Regions from separate parts of the Danio rerio genome. Here region 1 is linked to region 2. A link is a contact called in public HiChIP or PLAC-seq data. All regions are on one chromosome and are shown on one strand. Each heading gives the region's core, a stretch centred on a gene start, on an enhancer-like site or on the middle of the called end of the contact. The rest is flanking DNA. Distances are from core to core; before and after follow the strand shown. Region 1 holds the start of cpda (carboxypeptidase D, a). Region 2 holds the start of lrrc75a (leucine rich repeat containing 75A).

The links. HiChIP or PLAC-seq counts read pairs in DNA pulled down with a chosen protein or histone mark.
Region 1: a contact with region 2 is called in an H3K4me3 HiChIP or PLAC-seq map of embryo, with 2.7 times the contacts expected there. The contact joins the promoter of cpda here to the promoter of lrrc75a in region 2. A contact is called at or near these places in 1 of 18 Hi-C or Micro-C datasets (caudal fin) and 1 of 4 datasets of contacts at active chromatin or transcription factors (embryo).

Annotation. Positions count from the first base shown.
Region 1 is chr15:27,236,177-27,238,889 of GRCz12tu, forward strand. It overlaps cpda (carboxypeptidase D, a), which reads left to right and starts at 1,298. Exons shown (of 21, transcript XM_021474349.3): 1 at 1,298-2,018. The coding sequence starts at 1,390.
Region 2 is chr15:27,168,372-27,171,147 of GRCz12tu, forward strand. lrrc75a (leucine rich repeat containing 75A) reads left to right here and starts at 1,523. Exons shown (of 4, transcript XM_021474345.3): 1 at 1,523-2,776. The region is part of intron 4 of si:ch211-108p6.4; the gene reads left to right. poldip2 (polymerase (DNA-directed), delta interacting protein 2) reads left to right here. Exons shown (of 11, transcript NM_212714.1): 11 at 1-495.

The sequences.
Region 1 (2,713 bases), core at 48-2,547, 68 kb after region 2:
ATTAGGTTAACTAGGCGGCTTAGAGTAATTAGGTAAGTTATTGTGTAACGATGGTTTGTTCTGTAGACTATCTATATATATATATAAATATATATATATATATATATATATATATATATATATATATATATATATATATATATAGCTTAAAGGGGCATTGACCTTAAAATGATTTTTAGAAAATTTAAAACTGCTTTTATTTTAGCCAAAATAAAACAAAACTTCATCCAGCAGAAAAAATACTATCAGGCATACTGTGAAAAATTCCTTTCTCTGTTAAATATCATTTGGGAAATATTTTAAAAAGACAGAAACATTCAAAGGGGGTTTAATCTGGTTTCAACGGTATAAATTAGTTTTTTTTTTTTTTTTTGTACATTTTATAAATGGTGTATTTTTTTATAAATAGTTTAAGCTCACTGAGAATTGCATCTTCATTTTTAGTGAAGGATATCAATGAGTTTAAGGTTCAGGGCTCTGTTATGATATTAATCTGACTGAAGCCCAATTCAGCAGATCTTAAGATGATTTAATGTACAGACAGGCTTCAAATTAACCAATTTATTTTAAATCACAACTTCAATAATTACAAAATATTCTGATCTACAGCTATAGTAACATTAAAGCAACAATTACATATGTATATGTAGATTTCATGTTAATTCTATGGTAATTTCAATGTTGTCAAACATTTACTTCAATTGAAATCTAGTTTATCCCAGGACAAAAGCCTCAGCCTGGATTCTGCAATATTATAAGGGTTTATAATAAAACACTAAAATATTAAATAATAAAAATGTTCTGTTATTGTATCTATCATTTCAAATGTTTCCAACAAAGCAACATGTGTTACTCATAAGATATCACACACACACACACAAAAAAAGCAAAAGTCATATTAGTAAAATAATAATTAAAAATGAAAACGATTGCCACTTGGGAAATATGATTATCATCAAAAGGTTTATGGATATATGCGAAAAAGTGTAAGAAAAATATGTTGATTCTTAATACTAATAAAACAAGTAACTTATATAGATAATTAAAGTTTTTTATACCTAAAATGGTACTACATTAACGAGATCTAAAATGACTAGAAAATTGCAATACTTTTCAACTGATACATTAAAACGCTTTACGAACCAATATTAATTGTTTAAAAAAATGAAAAAATATTGTGACGTAGATATTAAAAGATGGATAAAGAGATGAAGTAGTCGCGACTTTTATTTTGAAACTACTTTGGCTGTCATTGAAACTCCACCCTTTGTTAAAGCGTTAGCAGGAAGTTCTTACTAAAAATACCCCCGACGTCAGGCTAAAGAAAGAACCCGACCCAGCCGGACAGATTTTGGGATTTCATGAGGACGCCAAGGTGCCTTCGGAAACATGTCGGGACAGAGGGCAAGAGACCTGTGTTCAGCGAATAAATGCCCGCTGCTGCTTTTATCTCTGCTCGTTGTTTATATCAGCCCCATCAACTCAGTTTCCGCAGGCGAGCTGAAGACAGAGACTTACAACAAATACTACAATTACGACGAACTTACCGAGCTTCTCAAAAGTCTCGCCGTTAAACACCCCAGCATCGCCAATCTGACCAGCATCGGCAGGTCCGTTGAAGGCAGAGAGCTGTGGGTGATGAGAGTCACCAAAGACATCAGTGCTGCTGATGGAGCAGGAAAACCCAAATTCAAGTATGTGGGCAACATGCACGGAGACGAGACCGTGTCCCGACAGGTGTTGGTTTACCTGCTGGAGGACCTACTGGAGAAGTACGGGGAGGATCAGCGGGTCACGGAGCTCGTCAACACCACCGATATTTACATCCTGCCGAGTATGAATCCTGACGGCTTTGAAAGGTCCGTGGAGGGGGATTGTGTGGGCAAAGATGAGGGTCGGCATAATGCTAAAAACATCGACCTGAATAGAAGTTTCCCAGATCAGTTTGAGGAAATACACTTGAATGCAGAAGACATCCCTGAAGTTACTGCTGTCATAAAGTGGATCCTGGAGAACAAGTAAGGCCATTCACGTAGACTTGCTAGAAAAATCAAACTTATGACCATATGAAAGGAATAGTTCAACCCTCACTCAAAAATGTTGCTTGTTAAAACTACTTATTTAAAATGAGTTGGAACAGCACAATTCTTGAGTTTTTTTTGGGGGGACAACCTAATTTTTTATGTTAAACCCACCTAAATTTGTAAAAACTAATAAATTAACTTTAGTTCTTCATGTTGTGCCAACACAAATTGATTGTGTGGAACCCAGCATTTTTTACAGGACTAAATGTAATCTTTCTCTCACAAATTACTCACCCTCAAGTGGTTTCAAATCTTTTTGAGCCTCCCTTTTTCAACACAAAATCATTTACTTTGAAAATTATTTAAAAAAACTACCTTCAATAGAAGGAAAAACAGAGAATGTGGATGTCAATGAATACATTTTTCTAAATATCTTCTTTTTTATTCAACAGACGAAAAAAAAAAACTCAACAAGTTTGTGATGAGTAAAGGAGTAAATGAATGCTTTAAATCAGCTAGAAACCTTCTTCGGTTTCAAAAAAGCAGACGTTTACCTACAACTGGACTTTCTAAAAGGGTTTTAGTTATCTAGTAAAAATGCTTGGAAATAGAAAATATTAAAATTCATAAAAAATCCCACTCATTCACTTCTGATTACTTTTTTAAACGGGTATAATTGTGACACTTAA
Region 2 (2,776 bases), core at 273-2,772:
ATTAAGTAGCGTGATGCAAGAGTGTGAAGGGAACATGGACAGATCCTCTCAAACCCTTGCACCGGGAAAGGCCGTGCTGAAAGAGTTTGAATATGATTTGTTGTTTTCTATTTATTGGGACGGCTGTGTTGAACAACTGAATAAGCTTATTAGCGTTAATTAAGCATATTGCAATTTATCCCTAAGTTCAAACCCCCATTTAGTTAATTCCTTATATTCTGGAGAAAGATGTCAGTGTATATACATTGAATGTTTTCTCCAAATACCTAATTAGACTAATTAAAGGCTTGCTGCAAAGATTACACTAAGGCTATCCCAAAGTCAGCCAGTGAAATGTGGTTTGACTAAGAAAGCCAAGTGGGACGAAACCGTATTAGAGATCACCTTCACACCAACTTTTCATCATGGATTTTGATTAAACTGTTGGATGATGAACTGCTTTACTGTTCACTGTAAATATGTTTGTAAAAGCATAAATAAAATGACATTTCCAGATTCCTGTTTCTTTATTAATGTGATTTCAAAATGGCAGCTTTAGCAAGAAAACAAATCAAAAACAGGTCTATAAAGTAATGATGACAATTCAGTTACACATTTTCATATTTTTTCAGTTTTATTCCACATAGTTTTAAGTAAATTAAAATTCAGTTTTTAAATGTTATTTCTCTTGTTATTCTTGGGTAAAATTTAGTTTCAACAGCTACTAGCCCTTGCGGCTCCAGACAATACATTAAGTTTTTATTATTATTATTATTATTAATATTATTTTGGTCTGTCTAAAAAAACTGAACATTATTTTAAATCCAAAGCTTCAGCAACCACCTGAGCATGTTTATGACAATTTGGAGTGCAAACTTCTTGTCACATTATATTTATTTATTAATGTTTCATAAAATGACTATATATATATATATATATATATATATATATATATATATATATATATATATATTTTTTTTTTTTTGTATGTGTGTGTGTATTTTTTTTTCTTCTGAAACTTACAACTTACATTGCAGTTAGCATTACATTTAATAAGTCACGAAAATTATTTTTTGATGCTTACTGTAGAATAAAAATCACTACCTCTTGGATTTAATAATTAACTAACTCTATTATTTGGCAAACTGTCCCTTTAAGTGTTTTCTAACTTTTTTTCAACACCAAATTTTCCATCTTTGAGAAAGTGCAGCAGATGACATGCCATGTGTTAAACACCAGATGTCAGCAAAGAAATGCCAACTATTATCGTAGTGGACGATTAAAAAATCACTTAAGTATAGTCTGTGACCCCGCGTATATTGGATATGGGATTGTCCGAATGCTTGTATCTTTAATGGGCTTAAAAGCGTTGAAATACCACATGAAGTGCAGAACTGGATAAGTCCCAGTCTGCTCCACTTGGTTAGGTGTATCCTGGCAGTGGTGCATTCTCGCCTGTAGACTGAAACACAAGTGGAGGATGTTGCAGACCGCTCCACCCCTCCCGCACAGCCTGTGTCGAGACCCAGCGCCTCTCCGCTCCATCCGACTGATGATGAGAGCCCGAGCAGCCGCGCTTCTCTGAACACACCCTGCCCTCAGACGGGACACACCTGGAGGGAGAGAGGGGTCACATCAAAGCGAGAATTAATCCGACACCGCACATTTCATCAGCCAACAGAGGCATTTCTCTGAGCTGCGTGAAAGGAAATACTCGGATGACTTGTGCGCGGAGGAAAACAGTGACGGACGACGTAAATATTTACATGCCCTTGTTCACAGCAGGACCGCTCGCCGTCGACTAAACTCACACAGAGACGCACGTCATGAGAATGCGGAGAAACTGCGATGTTAACACGCTCAAACAAATGCTAAAATAAAAATACGGGCGAAAAATCGAACCAACCTTTCCTAAAAATCGTTTTGTAATTCTGCTGAACTGGACTGAGAGTTTCTGGAGGTTTGCGGGACTGCTCTTCTTTAATCTGCGGTCATGCCGCAGGCATCATCAGATTTATTCCCTACCTGAGGGAATCGAGGATTAACGTTACTGGAGTTTTTAACTGAAGAGATCAATTATGCAGCTCTGACCCAATTGGACTGAAATACGAGTACTTCGACTTAAAACACGCAGTCTTTCAAATGTTTTGACGTCTTATGAGAAATATCTAAATACTATTTCGCGTTCAGACGTTTCATAAAAAGCGTAAACAACTAACGAACGAGTTGGCTGTGGTGTAAAAGTTGGACGTCGTGCGTGGTAAACAATAACCGCATCCTTATTGCAGATTTGTTGGATAATTAGGCGTGCAATGTGCAAATTGTTCAGTGATTTTAGTGAGTTTAACTTTTCAAGTTATTTTTTTTTAAATAAATTGTTTCGTGAAATTAATTTATCTTCTTAAGCTTTTGTCAGCCCTGGCGAAGTTAAAAGTCTTCGAGACAATTTAAGTAAAGAAAAAATATTTTAGTAATTTAGACTGTGTGATGTGCTTATTATGATAAATTGATATCGACTTTACAGTGTTTTGTTGATTCAAACATCGTTCGAGCAGCTGTTGCTACGGTTACCATTGTAGAAGCGATTTTTGAGCGTGTACATTTGTAATTTAACTTCGACACGCTGTTGTTTAAACGCTATGTAATGCATTAAAGGTTATGCATTGAAATAATGTATATTTAAGACCCCCAACTTTATTTTGGGGAGTTTATGCCTTAATTAAAGAGGTTGTTCATCTTTCCAAACCACCTCCATAAATCGCACCCTCTGAGCACTTTCTGAATATATTTTAACGAA